2 separate regions of the Mus musculus genome follow, and region 2 is linked to region 1. The links are chromatin contacts, called in public HiChIP or PLAC-seq maps. All regions are on one chromosome and are shown on one strand. The core of a region is the stretch at or near the end of the contact, and the rest is flanking DNA. Distances in the headings are between cores, read along the strand shown. Region 1 holds the start of Guca2b (guanylate cyclase activator 2b (retina)). Region 2 overlaps Gm36134 (a long non-coding RNA gene).

The links. HiChIP or PLAC-seq counts read pairs in DNA pulled down with a chosen protein or histone mark.
Region 2: a contact with region 1 is called in an HNF4G HiChIP or PLAC-seq map of pancreatic cancer cells. The contact joins the enhancer-like site here to the promoter of Guca2b in region 1. A contact is called at or near these places in 1 of 39 promoter capture datasets (hippocampal neurons) and 1 of 115 datasets of contacts at active chromatin or transcription factors (pancreatic cancer cells).

The regions. Positions count from the first base shown.
Region 1 is chr4:119,656,590-119,661,910 of GRCm38.p6, reverse strand. It overlaps Guca2b (guanylate cyclase activator 2b (retina)), which reads left to right and starts at 2,966. Exons shown (of 3, transcript NM_008191.2): 1 at 2,966-3,130; 2 at 4,196-4,382; 3 at 5,061-5,310. The coding sequence starts at 3,056. The coding sequence ends at 5,119. Gm35761 (a long non-coding RNA gene) reads right to left here and starts at 3,623. Exons shown (of 6, transcript XR_868074.3): 1 at 2,238-3,623; 2 at 1,679-1,789; 3 at 527-659.
Region 2 is chr4:120,222,941-120,228,261 of GRCm38.p6, reverse strand. The region is part of intron 1 of Gm36134 (a long non-coding RNA gene); the gene reads left to right. Among named protein-coding and RNA genes, the nearest start is that of Gm36013, 35 kb to the right of the region's middle. Within about 2 kb of position 2,896, at least 63 of the 459 cell types and tissues checked have an H3K27ac peak or open chromatin away from gene starts, as enhancers often do. A contact at or near this core is called in pancreatic cancer cells, where this site is marked.

The sequences.
Region 1 (5,321 bases), core at 1,717-4,216:
GGATCTTGGGGAAGAGGTGAGGCCTGGTTGGTTAGAAGCTAAGGATATTCTGAATGCCAATACAATCGAATCATCAAATGCATTGAATTTGGCAAGTGAAAAAGAGATGTCGAGAAAAACCCCTTGAATTTTGACCTGCCCCCCCCCCGCCCCCCCCGGCACATGGGAATTTCATTAACTGTCATGGGAAAAGCTGTCAAGGTGGGCAGTCTCAGGGACTGAGCACATGAAATTTCTTGAAGCTGCATGACACTACCAAAGTAAGTGACTAGAGAAAAAGGATAGAGGCCCCAAGGACAAGTGCTGGTGGCCCTGTTGAGTTCTGACTTTAGGAGACAAGCAAACAGAGGATGGCTAGTCAAGGAAATGAAGAGATGGGGCCAGCATGATGTCAGAAATCTGGAAAGCCCATATACCCTGAGCCAAGTGGGCAAGAGCTCTGAGAGGTGCTCCTGAGGAAAGGGGGTGCCAGGAAGGTGGATGCCAAGCAGGGACTCAATGCGGGGAGAGGAGCAGCTAAACCTACAGAGGCACAGTGGTCTCCATCCTCATTTGTGTGAGTCTCCACAGGCTGGTACAGAAGTGGCTTTCCATGTGCATATGATGTAAGTGAGCTGGTCAGGTTGGCAGTGAGAATTTGCATCAGTGGCCAACTTGTCCTTCATGGATGGTGGGTCATTTGTAAAGAGATTAGAAATGGGATTGGAAAGTTTGAGTCTTGACAGGCAGAAGAGGAAGTCGTGACTCACTCCCTGGGAACAATGGCTCCAGCTGGGATACCCAGTGGCTGGAGAAAGGAGGGCAAGCCCCACTCTGGGACCTTCACACTCTGAAGGCTGGCTCCTATCCTTGGATATGGTGGTCAGTGGGTTGAGCTTGTCCCATGGAAAGAGTGGGATGGTAGCTCATGACAATTGCAAACACTGAGGAACCCGTCATTTTTCTACAAACCGGGAGCTAAAATCTCAGAAGTTCTATCACTTATCTGAGGTGACATGACTTAGGAAACCCAGTGCTCTAGATAGAATGGCAATGAGTCCAGCCTAAAAGGCTGGGAGTCCAATCTGTTACCCACCCCCCCCCCCAGGTTCAGAAACAGGGCTTGTCTGGGAAGATGTCATGGAGAGGAACGGGTGGTGAACCCAATCCCCTGGGCATGTGCTGGAGAAGTGATCTATCTGGGGACAGGGACAGACAGTGGTTTCCTGGGACAAGGGCTGTTAGTTCCCACAAACACTGTTAGGTTACTAATTGTGTTATTGACTTCAGTGGTGAGAAAACAGTCGTGGAGGGTAAGGAAGGTTGCATGATGGATAGTAGCTGGAGTCTGGGCCCAAGCCCATGTCCCCCTCCTTGCCTCTCTGCCTCGCTGCCTCGCTGCCTCGCTGCCTCCCTGCCTCCCTGCCTCCCTGCCTCCCTGCCTCCCTGCCTCCCTGCCTCCCTGCCTCCCTGCCTCCCTGCCTCCCTGCCTCCCTGCCTCCCTGCCTCCTGCCTCCCTGCCTCCCTGCCTCCTGCCTCCCTGCCTCCCTGCCTCCCTGCCTCCCTGCTTCCCTCCCTCCCTGCCTCGAGCTTCTTTCACTGTAGCAATGAAGGCTGAGCACAATTAGAGGTTCCAGACAGAATACCAGCCTGTTGCTACTACTCCCCAAGAGAGTCCAGGCAGAGAGCCTCGTCATACCTTGCATTACTCATGATCAAACATGTGAGCCACTGTTATCTGACGGTTATTAGCATCTTAGAGAGAAGAGAGTGTGAGACTCCAAAGACTCCAAAGAATAAAGGCCGAAGTCTGGATTCAAAACAAGACATAAGAAACTCCAAAGTTCACCGGAGACTTTTATCTGTTTCGACGTAAGATAAGCGTGGATCTAGGTGTTCTGGGCAGATGAAGTGTATCACACATGCAAGAGCAGGACAGGCCTGAAGGAGCATGTTCTTTTAACCACCAATCTGAAGGACTATAGGTGCCCAGGTAGGCTGTGGCGGTTTCAGCTCAGGCTCATGCTGGGATACCTGCCACGTGTCAGTCTGTACCAGGGCCAGCTGAGTCCCAGCAGGACCACTGTTCAAAGTAGCTGGACCTGGCCATGGTGATAACCCCATCAGAGAGACTTGACCCTCTTCTCCCTGCTCCAACCTTCACCCATTGGGGAGGTGCACTGTGAGATTAAGGGACCTGTTAGAGATGAGTCACCCAGAGAATGAAGGTAAATTCAAGGGACTGGAGCCCATCTTACCCACAGCTACCTCTGTGGGTGGCTTCCGATAGACGTGTGTGACCCGAGAGTAAAAGAAAACCTCAGTCAGACTTGATGTGACACCCCAGGCTCACACAGCAGCTGCCACAGCTCTGGCACTGAACCCTTGTCATCTCCTAGGAGATCTGAGCTCTTTCTTCCACACCATGTTGACCTGCTGGCTGCTGAGATATCAGTTGATATGGTTATACTCACTTGTTCTTGGGTACACATGGGAAAGGGCAGGCAAAGGCTGGTTACAAGGCTGGTCTTTCCGCAGTTCTAGACTCCGTGCAGGATGCTGGATATGGGAGAAGTTAATACTGGAAAACTCTGAAGTCAACTCTGTGTGCCCTCCTTGCTCTGAGCCATCTGCCTGCAAGTCAAAGAACCACAAGCTGACCTGGGCTAAAGACACAACTGAAGAGTCTGTTTGGCCTGAGGCAAATCACTTTACCTGATATCACTTTCCTGATCCATCACCTTTCCCCTCCTCCTGGTGTGGAGGAGAGAGTGAGAAGTGAAGTGGTCCAAGGTCTTCCCACAGAGCCCTATTCATGCCAGGCCCTTGGCAGACCATGTTCCCACAAGCTTGGATTCTTCTTCATCATCATCATCGCCCCTATCCCCTTCCTGGAACCAAGTCAGAATCTGTCAAAGAGCCAGGCCTCTGTCAACCCCACCCCAGCCAGACAGTTAATAAGTGACCAGAGCTCTGGACCCTGGCCTATAAGGGGCTGCTGGCCCAGAGGCAGGTGGCAGGCAGGTGGACAGCAGAGGAAGCAGGAACCCAGAGGTGTGAGCTTGGAAGCGAGGCCATGTCAAGAAGCCAACTGTGGGCTGCCGTCGTCCTGCTGCTGCTCCTGCAGAGTGCACAGGGTGTCTACATCAAGGTGAGACCCCCAGCCAGCCTACCTTTTACCTGGAGGACCTGGGCTCAGCCCAGCAGCCAGTCTAGACACCTGTTGGGTTGGGACTGCAGGCGTGTCAACAGCGGCAGTGATAGATGTAATGAGAGTGGCAGGTTTAGTCTCCTCTGCTCTCCTTGGAAGTCAGCACAGCCACAGTGTGGAAGGAACCCTAGAGGAGCCCAGAGGGAACTCTGTGGCTCCCTGCCTGTGCTCACCTACATGGGCAAATCACAGAATGGATTCCCTGGTAAGGAACCTTTGTGCTCACTGGAGGATAAATGGTGTCAAGCCTGGGTGAACATGTTCTAGGCAGAGCAAAGGCCAGACAAAGGGAACATGGACTTCAGAGGCCTCCCAGGGAGTGTTAGATGGGTGGGGCATGGAATCAGCCCTGGTTGTCGAGTGGCAGGATGCTTCTGGTTTCCCTAAACCTGTGTGACTACTACAGTCTAGCGTCTATATCAGGCAGGGTTTCCAGGAAGAGAATGAGAGAGAGAGAGAGAGAGAGAGAGAGAGAGAGAGAGAGAGAGAGAGAGAGAGAGAGAAGAAGAAGAAGAAGAAGGAGGAGGAGGAGGAGGAGGAGGAGGAGGAGGAGGAGGAGGAGGAGGAGGAGGAGGAGGAGTTGAGAGAATCAGTCTCAATAGAGCAAGCTTCACCAGGCCAGAGAGAGGACCTGTTAGCTGACCTGTCTAGTACTAGGCTTCCACAAGGGAAGGTCATGTCAGATGGGAAAGAGACAACCAGCTGGATGGAGGGAAAGACAGGATTTGAACACACAAGGGTCTTCTTGTTTCTAATGCCCATATGATGACCTACAGAGCTCTACAGCCTTTTGTGAGCAGCCTGGGACAGAAGGCCTCTATGTTGGTGGTGGCAGATCGCAATTCTACTTCCCTCCCCACAAGCTGCTTTTCTGCTGTGTTTTGGACTCTTTGTGAGCCCAGAGAATATTCTGGAGGACTCACGGGACCTTGATGAGCCCAGTCTCATGGCACTGCCTGCTCCTAACCAGGGCCTGATGACCTCTCACCCGTCCCTTCTCCCTAGTACCATGGCTTCCAAGTCCAGCTGGAATCAGTGAAGAAGCTGAATGAGTTGGAGGAGAAGGAGATGTCCAATCCCCAGCCTCGGAGAAGTGGCCTCCTCCCTGCTGTGTGCCATAACCCAGCCTTGCCCTTGGACCTCCAGCCTGTTTGTGCCTCCCAGGAAGCTGCCAGCACCTTCAAGGCCTTGAGTAAGGATAGGAACCCTTAGATCTTCTTGCACCCTCCCCTACCTCTCCATTGTCAGTTGTTTTTGTTAAAGCAACCCAGTAGCTGTGGACAGGGGGCTTAGAGGGTCACAGCTCCTGCCTGCCCCAGATCTGCCCCAGTCTGGGTACACTGATTCAGGTAGAAAAGAGCTCCATGGTCCTGAGAAGTTTCTCAAAGACCTCACAAGGTGGTGGGGAGGAACTCTGGGAAGAGACAGGTGTGATTACAGGAGACACATGCAGCTGATACATTTGATGCCATCAGGCTTGGAATGGCTCCCTGGGAGGTGACAGCTAAGCTAAAATGGGAAGGGTGGAGAAGAGCTGGGCACATGCTGCTGCCATCTGCAAGCATTCGTGTCCCTGCTCTGGGTAGGCCCCCATCTGTCCCTCTTGACCAGGACTCTTCCTACAACATTCAGGTCAGGTTGATTGGCCCATGTAGCAAATATGAAACCTCAAAGGAAGGGATGGGGGAGTACCTGAGAGAGGAATCTAGCCCCTAGCCCCTCATTCTATATGGAACTTCTATATGGAGCTTCTATATGGAACACCCCAGGTTCTCTCCCCAGGAGCTCCTCTCTGAAAACTGGATGACAGCATCCATGATCACTAATCCCCAGGGTCCAATTTCAACTAATCTGCCTTCTTCCTGCGCAGGGACCATCGCCACCGACGAATGTGAACTGTGTATAAATGTTGCCTGTACAGGCTGCTGATGAAATGACTCTGGGTCTTAAGACCACTCCGGACACTTTCCCCACAGCCCAACCTGTCCATACTTAGGCACCATTGAAGTAATCGCCATCCTCCCAGCATAAATGGATCCTTAGCAAGGCAATGTGGATGCAGAGTTGCCATATTTGGCCCCCAGGCAGCTGCACCTGAATAAAAAATGCTACCCACAAAACCAAGTGTCCG
Region 2 (5,321 bases), core at 1,647-4,146, 570 kb before region 1:
TATCCCACTTCTATCTGGATCCCTTTGGGGTCTGCAGAGACAGTCTGAGCCATATCCCCAGTCCCTGTGTCTTTCCATTCTGCTCCCTAGCTCTGCGACCTGAGACTTCTTTGGCCTTAGTTACTGGGTACCTGGGTTTCAATTTACTCACTGCAATAAATAGGGCTGATAGAATACACCTTCTGAATGATCCAAACTTGACAAAGCCCTGTTTTATGCCTGTATTTGCTGTGAGGTGTGGTGTTAACTGCCTGGGCCCCAAACCACCTCATCCTTACAGTAAGGGTAGGGAAACTGAGGTGGAGAAATAACAGAGCTGAACTTGCTGCCTGCACTGTTCTCTGTCAACTCTGGAGCACCGAGGAAGCAGCCAGGGCCATGGGCAGGAGTGGGCCTTCCCTGAGCAGGGAGGGGGCCAAAGCCCTGTGGGGCACATGTGTGGGCAGAAGTGACGATCCAAGATCTCGGAATCGGCCAAGCAGGTGAGAGGTAGGGATTTGTTAAAGGTACAGTGGCAGACAGGACATCCAGTCTCACCTCCCCACCCCACCCAACACACACACACACACACACACACACACACACACACACACACACAAAGACAAAAAGATGGGGGCTGTATGGTTGACATGGAGCATGAAGGACTTACAGAGATGGCCCACACGGCCTGTGTTGGTCCTCTACTCCCTCCTGTGGTGGCTCATGCCCACCCTGGGCTCTATGCCAAAGGATGACAAGATGTCAAGGACAGCCCACACAGAGGCCTGGATTTACCTGTTTGAGTAAGGCACAGTGACGTCACACCAGAGGGAGGCAGTCAGAGCAGAGATGGGTTGGGAGCTGCTTGAATAACACTGCAGAGGTGGCTAAGGGATCCTGTCCCCTCCCCCATGGGCCAGGGAGAGCCAAGACTGTCCTCACTCCTAGCTGAGGTCTTCTTTAGCCTTGGGAGGAGGAGCTATCATTGCTTGCCAGTGTGCCTGGGTGGCACTAATTTACCAAAGCTGGCCTGCAGGCATCTACCAGATGCCTGTGCCTTCAGCTCCTGGAAGTGTTTGCATACAGAACACTTGGGGTGACAATCAGCACCTCTCTGGTAATGTGCAAGAAGACTTCCCAACGCTCCCACCTTAGAGACCCGGAAAGGGTGAGAAGGAGCTCTCGGACCTCAGAGTCACTGAACCCTGAGTTTGAACTAGGTGTATCTCGGGCACTTTGGAATAAGTTTGTGCAGAACAGGGAGGCCTAATTTTGTCACAGCAAATTTAAGGTAGAATATTCAGGCACAAAAGGCAGGTGGAAAAGAGTCTGAGAGGGTAGAGGATGGAGCTGGCTGGAGCTGGCTGGAGCTGGCTGGAGCTGGCTGGAGCTGGTTGGTGCTGGCTGGAGCTGGCTGGAGCTGGCTGGAGCAGGCTGGAGCTGGCTGGAGCTGGCCGGAGCTGGAGTAGCTGAGGGAGGATTTTTGGGTTATCTACAGAGGGGGACACATTTACTGACGGAGTGAGGAGACAAAGAGAGGGAGTGGAGAGGGAAGCATGGATCTCAGGGCTGGGAGTCGCATGGGTTCCACAGAAGTGGGCTGTTTTGTTTGTCTCATGCTTGGATCTTTGAAGTGGGTGGGAAACTTTGGGGAGCCAGGGTGGGTCCCAAAGACTCTGGCTATATAGAGGCTTCTCGACCTCCTGACTGGACAGGAAGGAAGTACCCTGCTTGGCATGTGTCAACATTGAAGGCCAGTTTCCAGAGGGCAGAATGGAAGTCAGTGGTCTGAGGGCGAGGGGGATGGGCGTTGAGAAGGTACAGCTAGGCAGAGTGCAGAGGCTGAGGGACTGCAGGTGGAGTGGAGACTTCTGGGACAGCAGTGCTTGACCTAAGTAAGGATCGAAACCCCTTTGGTGGGGGAGTTGAAAACTTAGACATTTACATTGTAACTCATACAGTAACAAAGTTACAGTTATGAAGTAGGAACAAATATAATTTTATGGCTGGAGGGTCACCACAGCATGAGGATATTAAAGGGTTGCAGCATTAGGAAGGCTGAGAAGCACTGCTCTGGGGTGAGGCCAGGCTGGGGCTGAGGTATGATGCGGGGGTGAGGAGATGTCTGTGGAGGACAGGCATGGGAGATACACAAAGGGCCTGTGGCTACTTCTCATGATTATTCCTACCCTAAACTACCCAGAGAAGGGCCTGAAAGAGCTGTAATCACGGTGTTGCTGTTAATGTTGTTGTCGTTGTTCCTTCTCCGAGCTTGTGAGTGCTGGTAAGGCCCCAGACCTGCTTTCCTCACTAATGCCAGAATGGAGGCCTAACCCACTGAATTCCTGTTTGCTGTGTGACCAGGGCAAACCCCTTGACCTCTCTGAGTTACTCTCTTCACTTGTAAAGTTCCTAAGAGGAATAGCTCCTTGGTTCAGATGCTTCTGTTGCTGAAGCCACCGTGTTGTCACCTTCTGAAAAGAGACAGTGTGGGTAATGGCTTTGGCTGGGGACAAGCATGAGTAGATTGTGCCCAACCTCAAGCTCCAACTCTGGCCTTGTCTCCTTTGTGCCCAGGTCCAGTACCAGGGGCAAGCCTTGTAGCTCTGCTCCTTGTGGGGTGAAGCTTGGTCGCCCTCTTGTGGCCACACCTGTTCTCACATGCTTCCTTGGGGGTGACTTCAGTTCCCCAATGCAGAGGGACACTTAACCTCTTACCCATTCCTGATCCTCAATGGCACAGAAGAGACATCAGAGGTTAGACAGACCTTTGGCTGTGCCTGGGGGGATAAGAGGTAGAGGCTCTCTGTTTATTCCTTCCTCTCCCCTCTCCTCAGGTTATCCTCCCCGAGGCTTCTCTTTCTGGCAAGGCACCTCAGGGCCGCCTTGGACCCAGCTTGCCCACTAGCTTTGTGGGTAGGCCCAGGAAATGAGCGGCTGGTGTGAGTAGGCGTTTGGCAGCACTGCCAGGCTCAGACTCTGCTGGGCTGCCGGCTGCCAGCTGGCAACTGGCAACTCTGCCACCCAGGTGGCCAGGGTCAGGCCTAGAGGTTGCCCCCTGCAGCCTCATACCTGGGAATCTGGGGCCTACATACCCTCCCTCCCAGAGATGTGTGTGTGTGTGTGTGTGTGTGTGTGTGTGTGTGTGTGTGTATCTGTACCTCATGTGACCACATGCTACTCTTCTGCAGGGGCTCCTGCTTCATCCATTCATTAATCAAACATAATTAGCATCCTTCCTATTAACAAGATGGTCACCGAAGAGCACCGGAACAGAGAAAGAATGTAGAATGGGTGCCCAGGGTATCACTGGCGCTCATAAGAACCAGCAGTAGGTTATCAGAGGCTTGTGGCATTTAAATGTTGTTTGAACAGGATGCAGAAGTTGTCAGGCCGAGCAAGTAGCGAATGGTGTAGGCTCTGTGCTGCCCCTCAGGTTCCTGAGGGCCGCTAGCCACTTACAGAGGAAGCGCCCAGAGAGGTATGTAACTCAGCCACAGCTACACAGTAACTAAATGACCCATGAGGGTCATTTAGACCCAGGCCTGATGCTACCATTTTAAACGGTTCTGTTCCTTTGGTCTCAGTGAAGTGAGGAGGCCAAGGCTCTATAGCTTTGAGGCCAGCTTACAAAGGGCAAGAAGTGGTTCAGTCTGGCCAGCATGGGATTCTGGAAAGTTCTCCTCGACCAACCCTTGGTAAGGCATGTGTTTTATGTGTGTACTCATATGTGTGTCTATGTGTGCAGCATATGGTATGTGTATGTGTGTTATTTCATGTATTTAGTGGCACGTGCATTTGTGTGTACATATATATGTGAACTGGTGTGTGTGTGTGTATGTGTGTATCTGCATATATGTATTTGTGTGTTTGTGATGTTTCTGGTAGAGGCAGGGGATATCCCAGCTAGTGAGACTGATAATGAGGACTCAGCAGTGGTCCTGAGTGATGGTGGTGGTATTCTAGCCTCAGGGGGCTGTTAGTTGAGGGGTAATGAATTCAGAGTTTGGCCAGGGCATGGGCTGGAGGTGCAGGGTGGGTGCAAGGTGAACGGGAGGTAGCATGTGGTGGACCTGGTGTGGGATATGGTCTCTAAGGTGGGAGAGAAGAATTGCCAGAGAGGCCAGGGAGTTCAGCCTTGGACTGGCACCGGCAGGGCTGCTACACACTGGGTGTTCCATGTCGCTCACTCAGAGTGACGCACACACACATAAGCATACACACCCAACTTCCCCCAGGGTGCCTGGCTAGCACCCAGCTCAACAGCTGACAGGGAAGGCTCAGGAAAGGCCTGGCAGGCAGTGGCTGCACACTGCTCCACCCAAGCCCCACCCAAACCCTAAGTCACAAGCCCTGGGTCTCGCCTTCAGGCCTGGGCACTTGGTGTCTCTAGGAGACTGGGGGCATGCTGGGTTCCGTCCTATCTACCTCTACCCAGGCTCCCTGGGGAATACCAGATAAACCCCAGGCACGATACCCCTCTTAATAGTGACCTTAAAACACACACTTCCCCCTTCCAGTATTGTGGCCCCTGCCCACAGCCTGGCATCTCTCTTCTAGGTCCCTCCCCACTGCAGAACAGAAAGTCAAGTGGATCCCATCTGTCTTTTAGAGAACTGAGGTCTCTAACCCCCAGCTGGTACCTTGCCTACTGAGTCTGTGAAGAAAGACATCATGAACATTCCTAGGCACACCCTGTCTGACTGCATAGCTTATCCAGGCTCCCTGGAGTCCCAGCTTCCTTACAGGTCCAGTGGGGCTAGACGGCCCCCACATGGCAGATCCAGGTTGGGTCAGTCCCTATGGTGGCCAATGGGTACACTCCTCTGAAGGTGAAGGCCTTCTCTCCTCCTGTCAGGGTTCACCTGTGGTATGGGGTCTCCTGTCAGAGGCTCTCTGGGTCCCCTCCTTCAGGGCCCCTCATTGGCAGGCTGCCAGCTGCTCTTCCAGGCTAATTAAGTTATTTTCAAGCAGATGTGCAGGGTAGATTAGTGAGCACTTGGCTGCAAAGCCATGATCGGTGCCAGTCCCCAGCCCCCGCCCTGGTGCCCAGCAGCCCCGGAAATGCCATTGAGTACAGGCCTCCTGGACGGGACATCTGCTGCACACTGGGGGTAACCATACTGCCACCTCTCTCCCATCCTAGAGCCTACTCCACGGCTCTCCCGGGTGTGATGGGGTAGGAGTAGGGTGGGAGTCTCTCATATCAAGCCAAAGATGACCACAGGTCCTTCCAGTTTCCTTTCTGCTTTCTGATCTGGAAGGCAGAATATCTGGATTGTCAGTATGCCTAGGAATTTTTACCAGTGGTAATAGCTTGGAGCCAGTGTTTCCTGCAGTCA